Linked DNA regions of Mus musculus: all the other regions are linked to region 3. Evidence: chromatin contacts called from public HiCAR-type and HiChIP or PLAC-seq data. All regions are on one chromosome and are shown on one strand. The core of a region is the stretch at or near the end of the contact, and the rest is flanking DNA. Distances in the headings are between cores, read along the strand shown.

Region 1 (3,097 bases), core at 110-2,609, 600 kb after region 3:
AAATAGAATTACTTTATGATTTAGATTTCTTTATGTACATATAAAGAGTGAAAATAAGATCTTGAAGAGACATTTGCACAACCATGGTCATATTTACATGATTAATAATAAGCACGCAGGCTACAGACTAGGTAAGGTGCTTATCCTAGCTACTTTGGGTTTGATATTTCTTGTTCATGCCCAGATTTGTATATATTTCATATTTATTATATTTATAAATAGCATATAGTTTTCACATATTTTAAAATGTACAGGAATAGATTCTTACTATTAATTTTGCATTGCATCTTGTTTGTTTGCTGACCCTTGATTCTGAAACACCCAGTTTTCAGAAGTTGGTTCTGAGACATTATGGAACCTAAATCTGGCTTGGTTTCCGATGGGTACTTCTAAATTCTCCTGCCCCCTCACCTCACTTCTAAACTCTCCTAGCCTCTCCTCACCTTGTTGCTTAGGTGTCCACTCTTCATCAGAATCCTCACTGTCATTTATTTGGGGTTTCATTGCTTGCCTTTGGTAACACATGAAAGCTGGTCTAGGGGCTCTGAGACCTGAAAAGCAGCAAAATATTCCTCTTAAAAAGGCCCTAGAGGATGGAACAAATGTATCACAAGGCCAGGTAGGCTCTGGGTGTGGAGATGAGATCTCTACAGGGCCAGTGCTAACATTTAGTCCTGGACACACAGACACACACACACACACACACGTTTCCTCTAAACTTGTCTCCATTGGGAACTGTACCACTGTAGATACCTGGGAAGACCCTAACATAACATGGGAACATGGGAACTGAGATTTTATTTTTTTAATCTAGACTGGTTCAACCGAAGACTTCTTGTTACCTATTGAAATCAGCATTTTATAGTTCCTTTTCACATTTCTATAGCGAATTTTCTCCCACTCTCCCATCTCTGCCCATTCTTCTTTGGAGAAGTATATGGAAATGTCTTTGAATTCATCTTTGACCTGGGGGAAAAAAAATAAAAACAAAAAACGGAACATGCTGGGCCGGGCTTGGGACCCTGGAATGTGGTCTCAGTGACCAAGGTTATCCTCCCATTCCCAGAACCTTCTTTAAGCAAACACTGGATGTTCATGCTGACAGAGCAGTTGCTAATGAGCCTTTCCTCTCTCACATATCGGGACCCACCTTCTTGTCATAGGAAAAATCAATATGGTATTGGTACTCAAGGCTGTTTGCCTCTGCCCACCCCATGATCCTCCTGACTCAAGGATAACTTCGTACTACCTTGGGTTTCCACTCGAATTTCCCTGTATCTTCTTCAGGACTATTTTCTTCCAGCTTGTTGGTGTTCATGGTGCAGGACATTTCACTGGAGAGGTCCAGGGTCCTATGGTCCTATGGATGAAGAGGTAACTAAGGGCCTTAGGCGATCAGAGATGCCCACCAGCACATGGGAAGGAGCTAGGGGCTGGGAATCCATGCAGCCAACACAGGCAGCTTCTTCGGACTCCGAGGTCTAGTACTCTGGTGCAGGAGCAAGGATTCTGGACTGAGCCCTAAACCTAGGCACCGACCCTCCGTCCGGGTCAGGACCTGCGACAGCAAGGAAGGAAGATTCCTCCCGCCAACCGGTGTCCCCCCCCACCCCATTCCCACTTGCTCTTCATCTGGACCAAGGAGTCAGCCAGGGTCTGAAAGATGTTTTCAGGTAAATGGATTCGGGAATCCCGAGTACAAGGGATTGAAGTCCCTCTGGTGAAAATGTAGGAACGCTCTGGCTGAGATTTTAACTTTGGGGACCTCGGGCTGAGGAGTGGGGTGCATCAGATTGAAGGAATTGGGTTCGTAGGCTAGAGGAGTCTTTCAGGCTGTGAAATAAGGTTTGGAGACTCGCAGTCTGACGAGATTTGACGATTATGTCACGAAGAGTTGGGATTTGTCACGTCGGAGGTATTTAGGGTCCTGCGGGACGAGAGCATTTAGGATCTCTGGAAGCCAATCTGGAGTGACAGACAGGTCCTCGAGACCGAGGGCGTCTGGGGTCTTTGGGGCTTAGGAGAGTCTCTACGCTGAGAGTCCAGGTTTCCTGTCTGGAAACTTAGTCTCTCTGAGGCGAGCTACCCAGGTTCCTCAGGCAGAGGCTGGGTTGGTTCCGCACAAGTGCATTTGGGACCTCACTCAGCCAAAGGGCGTTTGGAGTTCCCGAGAAGCTGAGGTGACCGGGTGTGTGCGTGTGAGCGCGCGCGCGCGTGTCACGCTGAGGGGGTCCGAATCTAATTTAGGGGATATGGGGTCTCACGGGCTGAGCCTAGAAAGCCTCGCTGGTCCTGAAGGTTTCGCCTGCACTCATGGTCCAGAATCCCGCGGCTCTGAGGCCACCGCCGGCGTTCGTCCCTCTGAGGAGTTCCGAGGCTGACTGACAGGAGAATCCGCCAATTGACAGACAGCTGGCTGAGGGGCGGGAACAAGAAAAGCGGAGGGCGGAGCTCTGCCTGTCAGTCAGGGTGCAATTCCTGCCCGTGGCTTTCTCCAGGCTGCCCCTCCCCTCGCTGGGATTGCCAGGCCCCTGCACGAATCAGGTAGTGGCCAGCGCGCAGGCGCACACTTGTTCTCTGTGCGGCGTCCGTTCCTTCAGACTCCTCTTTTTCAATGTGGCAGGCTGTGTTACCTGACCTGTGTCCTGTCTACTAAAGGTCTTAAAACCATGGAGCAGAGCTTTAAGTGCTTAGGTCTGCTCTAGAGTGGGGTTTCAGTCAATCTCCAATTGGAGCTGGGCACCGGGAAGCCGGGGATGAGGGTGGGACCGGAAGTCCAGCTTTGGCAGGCATACCCTGAGCTCACGTCTCGCCTGAGATAAGTAGCTTAATCAAATAGATAGACAAAATCAAAACAAATAAGGCTCTCCGGAAAAGAACCTAAAAATTAGGCTATGAAAGAGTTTAAAAAAAAAAAATTTAAAAGCCTCTAATTTAACAATAACTTTAATAAATAAGCACATAGGTTTACTAAAATGTTCGTGGCGTAATAATAGAGTGCCTTGGCTAATATAAATCGTTATTACTGAATAGAAATTAGCTTATAAGAGGGGTGGAGAGATGGCTCAGTGGTTAAGAGCACTTACCGCTCTTGCAG
Region 2 (3,232 bases), core at 463-2,962, 680 kb before region 3:
TTTTCATCATCATCATCACCACCACCACCACCACCACCATCATCACCATCATCATCATCACACCACCATCATCACACCACCATTACTACGATAGAAGTACACAACATTTGTATCATTTTTTTTGGTTCAATGTATATGTTATTTGCTTACTCAGTCATGCCTGTCCCTGGGCTGAGTCTGACCCTGAAGAGTTTTGCTACGATGTTCCTCCATGTCCTCAGTGTAGGAAGGGTGTTGAAGGCTTGACAGATTTCGAGTTTTGAAGGTTTCTTTCAGCAGCCATCTCTAGAAGGTTCTCTTTCCCTGTGTGATGTGAGAGTTCCTTTCCTGAGGAGACATAAGCAAGATCTATCTCTCCTCAAAAGGCCCCAGTGGCAAAACAAACTAGGATTCCATGGGGAGTTCAGCACGGGGAGCTAGTGAGCTTGTGCTTACTAACATGCATAGGTGAGGGGTTCACTGCAGGAATGTGATTAACGTCAGAGCATCCATAGTCCAGTCTTCACACAGCTTGGATGATGGCTTCCACACCCACATAGATGGAGCCCCTCTCGGGGAATTTGCCCCAGCTCATGATCTCGAGTACCTCCAGAGGCCCTGAAGGACAACTATTAGGAAGAACTGCACGAACACCCGCCATCTGAGGTGAAGTCCAGTGATACTTCCCATTCGTTCTCTCCTCCAGTGAGGGAATGTCAGCTGTCCACAAGCCCACTCCTAATGACCTCCTGAAAATAGGCACAGCCCACCTGATGAAGTTGGGACTGTTTGCTCGGTTGACTTCATTCTTCAAGGCTATCCTTTTGGAGCTCCAGCGCTGTTCTTCTCCAGAGGTCCCCGTGTTGGGCTAGGGCAGGGTAGCTGCTTTCTGATTGGTCTACGATCTCACAGGAATCTCCAGAGCAGCAGAGGAGAGAGAAGTTAGAGGTGAGCTTGCTGTTTTGCTCCCTACAGAGAGGCCCTGACAAGTCAATTGATTCTTTGTTCTCGAAAGTCTTCCCAGCTGGCTTTCTGCGTGAGGTAGAATTAGGGCCTTTTCCTGTGAAGCTACCAGCCAGGGCTAAACTATTTCAGCAATGCTCCTTTTGCAGGACCTGGTGCGCAAAATCCCCTTGGTTTCTATCACAGTCAAAAGCCTACTCAAATGCGCTTGCTGCCGAACACCTGAAATGCTTGCCTAAACTGTTTGAAGCGGCCACATCAATGTGTGCGCTCACCTTTCTCTAAGTTTGCCCAACTCAAGGAAGTCATCTGCCTCACAGATCTGTTTTCAGACCCCTCCCGCCCTCCTCGTTAACCTGCGGAAAGATGCAGGACTCCTGGTGTTCTCAGAGGCCCTACCGAGGAGCCAATGACCACTTAGCATCTCAGAGTGCTACATTCTGGTGAATGTAAAGCCACAGGCGAGCCAAGGCACAGTGGGGACCCTCCAAGGTGAAGACAGAAGGCGCCCTAGGCCAGGAGGGTGGGGCTCAGTGCATCTCTTGGAGCCAGTGTGAGTGTGCATGCCTGTAAGGTGTGCCCTGGCATTGGCTTGAAGGAGGCGTGCAAACAGCATCAACACACGCTTGCCTAGTCCTGGTAGCCTTCGCTGTCTCCTTCACAGCCCTGCGCGCCGGGCGGCCCCTGCGCGGGCGCGGTGGCTAAGGGAGGTGGGGCGGAGGGAGGAGATTTGCGGGCGGGAGGGCGAAGAGGGCGGGACAGGAGGATCCGGGGAAACTAGGGCTGTTTGACAGCAGCAGCGGCAGTTCGGGGAGCGCCGGCCAGAGCGCACGGAGGGGCCGTGCGGTCTCCACCAGCGGCCATAGGACCGCGGAGCAGTTCTAGCCCGCTCGCCCGCACGTTCGCACACCGGATCTTCGCCGAGTGCCAGGGCGCAGCGCGTGGGGCGTCTGCCTCGCTTGGTCCCCTCCAGCGTCACCATGCTGCCGCCACAGCTGTGCTGGCTGCCGCTGCTCGCTGCCTTGCTGCCGCCGGTGCCCGCGCAGAAGTTCTCAGCGCTCACGGTAAGTCCCGGGACGCGCCCCTGTCTTTCTCTGTTGTCCCTCACTGAGAACCCACTCTTCCTTCTGGGACAAGGCTCCGGGAGCAGGTGGCCCAGCAATCCCCAACAGGTGGGTTCGGGAGAGTCCCACAGCGTGCGTGTCCAGGGTCGATAGCTACTCAGTATGTGAAGGGCTGCTGGTCCTACTAGTCCAGGATAGAAGGGAGTTGACATGCAGGAGTGCCTGGAGTCCCCCACTTTGGGCGAGATGAGATGGCACAGGAACAAGGATCTGGGCCACTTATGCACCTCAGCTCTTTCAGGGCGAACTCACCGGGACTGGGTGCCCACCTTGCCAACGCCACCGACCCAGCCTAGGATTAGGAAGCGGGCAATCTTCGGCTCCAGCGCCACGAGGACCCCTTGTACCCCAACCCCCCTTATGGGGGAGAAAGGGGCCACATCCCATGTGTTCCACTTGTGGCGGAGCATCTCAGAGAACCCTTAATTGAGAGGAAGAAGCAGATATGACATTGAATTAAAGAGCGCGTTTCTTTAAAAAAAAAAATCCAAAATCCAAAAGCCAAAAAACAAAAAAAACAACTCATAGAGGAGGAACAATCTCCAGCACAGGAGGCATAGAGGAGCGCCCCTGGTCTCGTGGGTCCTCTCCTCAGGAGCAGGATGCAGTGCGCGCCAGGGCGCGCTCCCGAGCGCGCGTGGCACTGTGGTTGACCGCTCTAAGTTTGTCTCTCTTAGTTGCAGTACTGGCTACGCCAAGGCGCGAGGTGAGGTGCCAAAAGCCGCGCTGTGGATGGGGGCTGAGCGCGTCCACCTCGGGCCAACACAACCGCGGCCACTCCTGCGGGCTGGTGTCTGCAGAGCCCGGCGGGCAGCCCTTCTGCGGCCCGCGCGCTAGGGAACCCATAATTAATGCAATCTGCAGAAACGAAAGCATTCCACTTAAACGTGTTTTTGAACAAGTGCTTAAGAAAACACCAAGGTGGTGAGCAGGCTCCCGTGGAGAGGAGTGTTGGAGTGGTAGGTGCCCTGGGGAGGGTGCTTAGCCTATGGAAAACCAGGGCTAGCCCACGAGTCGAAGCTTTTTGCAAAAGTGAAGCAAGCTGGCCAGCCTGTTGCTTTTTCTTCCCCTCTCCCTGTTTCTCAGCAGCTTGAAAGGGGGAAGATTGAGTGAGTTCATTGTTCATACCTAAAATTCTTCTGGGGCAGTCCTAGGGCCCTGCCTTG
Region 3 (3,092 bases), core at 321-2,820:
ACACCACTTTAAAAATCAAAGCAAGCCTTCCTATTTGAGCTGGGAAATAAATACTAGTAAGTTTCATAGTACCCTTCAGCTTACAACTGGCCCCCCGGAGGCGCATTTTAATTAGCTACTTTGGAGATGAAGAAGGACTGGATACAGGTTACCACGTCTAACTACATTCCTTTTCTTCTGCGGCAGAAATTCAACACTTTGTGATAAACTCATAGGAGATATAGGTTGTTGAGCCATTCCATTAAGGAAATAAGTAATCAAATGTTTTAAAAACAATTCATTACGTTAATTAATAGGCTTAAACTCCTATTTTTTTTTTAAATCAAGGTACTATAGCTCCTAACACTACTACTCTTACTATAAATTTCAATAAAGGCCCACGGAAGGGAATGAAAAGGCAGCACAGGCTAGCATGCCAAGTCAGCATGGCACTGCGGGCTGCCAGAGAATCTTACTGAGCACTGCCCTCCACCAGCTGTGTGCTGCAAGCTTCTCCCCAGTCCTAAAGCCTAGGTGGCTGATGCAAGGATGCAGTGAAGTGATCACATAAGAGCCAGGTAGCACATAGCTGTCTGATATATGTTAACGTTGTGATTAGCAGTGACTTTATATTTCATTATGTCTCCAGCACCTAGGAATTTACTAAAATTACTTTCCAAATTAAAAAAGAACATAGAAATCATTCCCCTTTTCACTCTTCAAGAATGAAATCAAGTAGACTTAATATTCCCTTTTAAAGCTAACAATCAAGAAGTTGAAAGATAATTAAATTTCTTAGTATGTTTTTCACTGTATTCATGGTCCATACTGGCTTGACACCGTTAATTTTAAGCACTATTTTATTAATTTGTGGACATTTTAAGGATTTCTGTATGTCAATACTTTTACTTAAAAACAATGATCCTCTCGAAAAGAAACAATAACGGAAGTTGACACAGAGTTTACCAGCTCACAACTGTAGGAATCCTAAGGGCTACGTTCCAGGTAAGGCCCTCCCCTCCGCACCATCCTCGGTCAGGACAGGGAGCCAGCAGCCCCCTGCGAGCAGTCAGAGACCCCACCAGGGAGGACCGGCACGTGGCGGGGGCCACCTCGGCTGGCCGGGTCTGTGGGTGTGAAACCACGTTCTGCCAACTCGGGACCCCGAGCGCACGTCCCGCTCAGCGTCTCCCCGACTGAGATCCCCAAGGCCGCCAACTTTTCCGACTTTCCCAGGCTGGGGGCGCTTCGTCTCAAGCACTCTTCCCGAGTCCCCCGGTCCCAGCTATTCCCGGACAACTTCCCACCCCGCCGCGCAGGTCTCCCCGACGTCCGCGCCCACTGTCCGCCGCACTTGTTGCTCCAGGACCCGCCGCCCGGTCTCCTCTTCTCTCCCGAGCCCGGCCTGGGCCGCTGCCCCTTGGGCAGCGCGCTCCGCTCACCTTTGGGGACTGCGCTCCGGGGGAGGCCGGGTCGCTGTCGCACCGCCCCGGGGACAGCGCCGCCCCGGGCCCGGCCGCTGCCATCAGCCCAAGCGCCCCGCGCCTCCGTCGTCGTCGCCGCCTTCGCCTAGTCCCAGCGGCCGCCGCCGCCGCCGCTGCCGCCGCTGTCGCGCGGGCCGCCCGGCGCCCCGGCCCCGCCCCCTCCGCCCGCCCGCCCGGGGGCCGGCCCCTGCCGCCGCGCGCCCCGCGGCCCGCCAGCGCCACCGCCATGGCCGCCAGCGCGCTGCCGGCCGGGACCCGCACGCCGCTCACGTCAGCCGGCCGCAGCTGCGCGGCTCCGCCGGCCTCGGCCGGGGCCTTGCCGCCTTGCCGCCTTCACCCGGCGCGCCGCGCCCGGCCTGAGCTCCGCTGGCCAGCCACCGCCTCGGTCCCGGCCCCACCCGGGTTCCTGGCCGCCTGGCGAGCTCGCTGCCGCCCCTTCCCTGCGCCCCCGGCCCGGCCCTCCGCGTCAGCCGCGGCTCCGCGCCGCCCCGCCCCGCCGCGGTCCCGCCCCCTCCCCTCCTCCGCTGCGCGTCAGCCGGGGGTCCTCAGTCGGCGGTGCCTGCCTTGTCCCCACCTGGGTCCCTAGCCCCTCCCCTCAAAGATGTGTCTTCACCACGCTTGTTCTCCAATCCCTCCCCCGTACCCAGCTCCTCCCCTCAGCCCGGGGTCGCCACCACGCCGCCGTGTCCTCCCCACTCCCGATCATCAGCACCTTAGCTGAGGGTCCCTACCGCGCGGTATCCTCCCACCAACCCCACCCCTACCGGTCCCCAGCCCCTCCTCTCAGCCCGGGGTCTCCACAGCCGCGGCGACCTCCCCTTCTCCACCAGGGTCCTCGCTCCCTTCTGTAAATGAAGGATTAGTGTCCTCAGCCCACTTCCTCCTCTCTCGCAGCCCTTAGGGTCAACCACCCCAGGAGCTCCGCCTCCTCCCTCTTTGAGATCCCCTTCTCCTGAGTCCTTTCTGACTTCTCCACCCCACCTCTCCATCTTCACTCCACACACCCCAGGATCCCCAAGGCGCTCTTGGCTCATTTGTTCTACAACTGCTTCTCCTGTGACCTTGGCGTAGTGGCCCCCATGGCCACGGGAAAAGTCACAGCAGCACTCAGGTTGAACGGAACCCAGTCAGGCAAGGAGAACATAGGGAAGGTTCCCAAAATCATATGACAGAGTCAGCACAGTCACCTGCAGGACACAGGATTGGGAATTCCTGGAAATGGAAGCCAATTGTCCAATGGTGTTTGGACAGGATTTATATTGATGTTAGTGCTTAGACTTCGCCACAGGAAAGGCCGTACCCCACCCTTTGAAAAGAGCACCAGGAAGACAACAGGTCCAATGGACAAAGGCAAGGGGCAGAGAGGCAGGCCTACATCCCCCACCCCCCATCCCCTCCACTCCCCACAACACTTCCAAGAATGTAGGGGACCAAACCAGAAAAGGTGGTGGTGATCTAGCTCTTGGATTTTAGAATTCGAGTTCCCTTTCACAGCCACAGCTTCTAGCTCCAGAAAGTAAGCCCAGCACTTCTCTCCTCCTTTGAAATATATATAGTGTATCCACATGAAGTATAGAGCCGACAAATAATGTAGAGGTGAAGGGAGTGCCTGCCATAGAGCAGGATGTC
Region 4 (3,167 bases), core at 355-2,854, 760 kb before region 3:
TTTCAAGACAAAGCCAGTGTGTTCCTCCTGGTCTCCTGGAGAGGAGGGGGAGTGTGTCAACAAAAAGCTTGTTTGATCTCTCCACAGGCTCCTGGTAATTGGAGTGTGAGGGCTCACAGATTGGGTTTGTGTATTGCTGACGTGGGGGGGGGGGTTTAATCGTTAACCTTCAGGAACGGGTCATGCTTGTAACTCATCAGTGCGCCTGCCTGGCTGAGATCACGTGACCAGTGTGGAGCACCCCCACCCACCCCTAAAGACAGGCACCTGTTATAATGCCTTGGTCCCGTGGGTGCAACAGTGTACAGAGTCCAGTCCTCACCGGCCATGTCTCTCTCTGGGCAGCAGTTGGGTGTCTCAGACTGGAGGAGACTGTCAGCTGGATTCCGCCCTCAGCCAGATCTCTTACACTCAGGGAAGATTCCAGGTGTCCTGGGGAGTAGTGACTCAGACACTGGACTTCCTGATTCTTTAGACACAAACCCAACACTATTCTGAACTAAAGTTGATTGGAACACAGCAGTTTCACCCTGAACTTTACCAAGAGGCTACTTTCAACAGGACAGATCCAAATTTCACCGTGAAAAAAAAATCCCACTTAAAGAGTTGTGGACGCAACGCTATCACACTCTTTCGAGTGCGCACTATTTTGTTCTTTTAAAAATACTGCAGTACTGAGGGGAAGGAACCTTGAGCTGTTTCTAGAAATGGGTAGCAATTCTACTCCCGAGGGGCCCCAAGTGGTCTACAGAGGGGGACTCGATGGGCGCGGGTAGATGAGAAAGCGCCACTAATCCCCTCTCCCACGTTCCGCATACCGGAGGACACTCGTCTTATTTTTTTTTTTTTTTTAATGGGATCAGGTGACGTGCAATCTTGGAGACGATCCTCAGCGGGCAAGACTCCTCAATGACCCAAGCAAACCCAGTACAGTGCCCTGTGGCTCAAGTTCACGCAGTGTAGCCACGCAGTGTAGCCGGATGACCTGCTCCCGGGATGAGGTCAGTATGTGCGCAGACTCCTGCCAGGCGGAATGGAGCCCACGCTCCCCACCACAACAGCCTGTGTCTAGCCAGACTTGCGCGCCGCCGCACCAAGGTTGTGTCCGCCGCAGAGGCGGTGCGCAGTCAACCCCGGGTCCCGCGCGCGGCTCTCCAGCTCGCACCCCGCGGCGCGCTCCCCACGCAGCCGCGCATCTGCTCTTTCCGCTCGCACATTCCACGCAACTGCGCCCCGATCGCGCCCCAGCAGGTCCCTTCGGCCGCTCGCGCCCAACTTGCTCCTTACCAGCTGCTCCCGTAGCGCGGTCAGCGCCGCCTCCAGACGCAGCTCCTGGCCGCGGGGCCCTGGCGCAGGGTGCAGGCCCAGAGCTCCCCGCACGCGTGCTTGCTGCGTGGCTCGCAGCCCCTGAAGCTCCTGCAGCCCGGCCAGTGCGGCTCGTAGTCGCGCGCCCACCCTGCGGCGGTCCCAACCCGCGGGCCCCTGGCCGCTCGGTGCCCACATCTCCCGGACGCTCAACCGCCGCGCCGCGCGTCCCCGTCGCGTCTCCCCGCCCCCGGCTGCAGGTCGCTTAGGTGGGTTGGGACCTATCGCTGGCCGCGGAGGGCGGTGTTTGCGACGCCCGAGGTCACAGCGGCCGCCCCCTGCCCGCCCCGTCGACCGGCCGCGCCCTCGCCCAACCCCTGCGCCCCTGGGACCTATGAGCTCATCGGGGAAGGCCAAAAGCCCCTCCGCAGAGGGACAGAGAGGAGCTTAAGCATAGGCAAAGGTTTTGTTTAGGTTTTTAAATTTAAAAAAATTACAAAAGAAAAAAATTTACATTGCAAGACGCACGTTCCTATTTGTAAGCTGATTAAAATGGAAAATCCTATACCAGGTTCGCCAATGTACATGGAAAACCTGCGCTCGCTTCTCAGTACCGAGTCCAGCTTCACACACATGCTACGCACCTTTAAGGAAGCTTCTAGAAAGTTCCTGAGGTGTGCAGCTCTCACCATGGTGGTCACTTCAGCAACACTGTCTGGATCCCAGAAGCAAGCCGCACACTCTCAGTCGCCCCCACCTCCTTTACTCACTCCATGCTCAGAGCCCCCCAGCGGCCTCCTGTGGACACTGTCTTGAGTGGAATCCTGTTATCCGGGTCTTTTGCTGTTAGACTTCCGGGCGCGCCCATTTTGCAGCACTTTACTGGCCGAGTAGAGTATCTATAGTCTTCATGTTCCTCCAGTGATAAGTTAGGAAGAAGCTGTCATCCACTTCTGCACACAGGCAGGATGAAAATGCTTTTCTCTTCCTTGAGTGTCTACCGAAGGCAGGAATTGTTGAATCGCGGGTGGTTACTGAAGAGACCACTTTCCCGTGTTCTTACCATTTCCTCCCAAGCAGGGGTGGGAAGGTGCCTCCATCCAGAGCACCCAGGCCTGTGGAGTGTAGCTTGCAGTGATTCCTCGGGCAGGAGGAAGTTAAGTATCTTTTCCCTGTAGAATCGGTCATTCAGGTTCGCTACTTGCTTTAAGTTGGCTATCTCCTTAGTAACGAAGACCAGAGTCTCCTTTAAACTCTTTCCTTATTTGCAATTTCTTTCTTAGATACAGGATTCTCACAATGTTTTCTCCAGTCTACAGGTTTCTATTCATTTTACTTCCCTATTTTTGTTTTGTTTGGTTCTAAGACCGGGTCTTACTACAACAGAACTACTCCGTAGACCAGGCTGGTCTCCAAGGAACTCCAGCCTTCTGTGTGTACCTAGATCACAGCTTCGCAGCACTGAGCTTGGTTAAAGTTTTTACTCTTTATCTTTACCTCCTTGCACCAGTTTTCCCCGCTTTTTACTGCTTTCTGTGTGACGACTGAGAAGTCGCTGCCTGATTCGAAGCTACAGACTTCTAAGCTTTTGTAGTTTAAAGCTGATACTCTGAAGTCCTTCATCCTCTCAGGCTGAGCTCTGTCCTTGATCCTCCTGAGTCTCTTTCATTTTTCTGCAGACAGTGTAGCCCACTGCCCAACAGGAAACAGTGAGAGGTGTAGATCAATGGAGGGTCAGCTGATATGGAGAAGGAATTTCTGTTTTCTGTCATATTTATGCTTGTTCCAGGCTGTGTCAATGACTCACCTTTTCACTGGGTTCTGAAGTCTGGACACATAAGCTCTCCAGCCCTGTATCTTCT

The links. HiCAR-type assays count read pairs that join an accessible place to other places. HiChIP or PLAC-seq counts read pairs in DNA pulled down with a chosen protein or histone mark.
Region 1: a contact with region 3 is called in an H3K4me3 HiChIP or PLAC-seq map of bone marrow-derived macrophages, with 6 times the contacts expected there. The contact joins the promoter of Prdm9 here to the promoter of Phf10 in region 3. A contact is called at or near these places in 1 of 39 promoter capture datasets (pre-B cells), 5 of 115 datasets of contacts at active chromatin or transcription factors (astrocytes, bone marrow-derived macrophages, effector CD8 T cells and 2 more) and 1 of 9 other capture datasets (liver).
Region 2: a contact with region 3 is called in an H3K4me3 HiChIP or PLAC-seq map of embryonic stem cells, with 4 times the contacts expected there. The contact joins the promoter of Smoc2 here to the promoter of Phf10 in region 3. A contact is called at or near these places in 3 of 39 promoter capture datasets (cranial neural crest, frontonasal cranial neural crest and second pharyngeal arch cranial neural crest) and 2 of 115 datasets of contacts at active chromatin or transcription factors (astrocytes and embryonic stem cells).
Region 4: a HiCAR-type map of astrocytes shows a contact between it and region 3, with 4 times the contacts expected there. The contact joins the promoter of Dact2 here to the promoter of Phf10 in region 3. A contact is called at or near these places in 1 of 39 promoter capture datasets (cranial neural crest) and 3 of 115 datasets of contacts at active chromatin or transcription factors (astrocytes, epiblast stem cells and stem cell-derived neural progenitor cells).

The regions. Positions count from the first base shown.
Region 1 is chr17:15,561,972-15,565,068 of GRCm38.p6, forward strand. It overlaps Prdm9 (PR domain containing 9), which reads right to left and starts at 1,360. Exons shown (of 10, transcript NM_144809.3): 1 at 1,250-1,360; 2 at 843-966; 3 at 444-551. The coding sequence starts at 1,318.
Region 2 is chr17:14,277,794-14,281,025 of GRCm38.p6, forward strand. It overlaps Smoc2 (SPARC related modular calcium binding 2), which reads left to right and starts at 1,713. Exons shown (of 13, transcript NM_022315.2): 1 at 1,713-2,006. The coding sequence starts at 1,923. Gm52280 (a long non-coding RNA gene) reads right to left here and starts at 2,718. Exons shown (of 3, transcript XR_003952216.1): 1 at 2,319-2,718; 2 at 750-895; 3 at 55-327.
Region 3 is chr17:14,959,690-14,962,781 of GRCm38.p6, forward strand. Phf10 (PHD finger protein 10) reads right to left here and starts at 1,571. Exons shown (of 12, transcript NM_024250.4): 1 at 1,422-1,571. The coding sequence starts at 1,505.
Region 4 is chr17:14,202,227-14,205,393 of GRCm38.p6, forward strand. It overlaps Dact2 (dishevelled-binding antagonist of beta-catenin 2), which reads right to left and starts at 1,605. Exons shown (of 4, transcript NM_172826.3): 1 at 1,288-1,605. The coding sequence starts at 1,503. Gm34510 (a long non-coding RNA gene) reads left to right here and starts at 1,481. Exons shown (of 3, transcript XR_001782252.2): 1 at 1,481-1,574.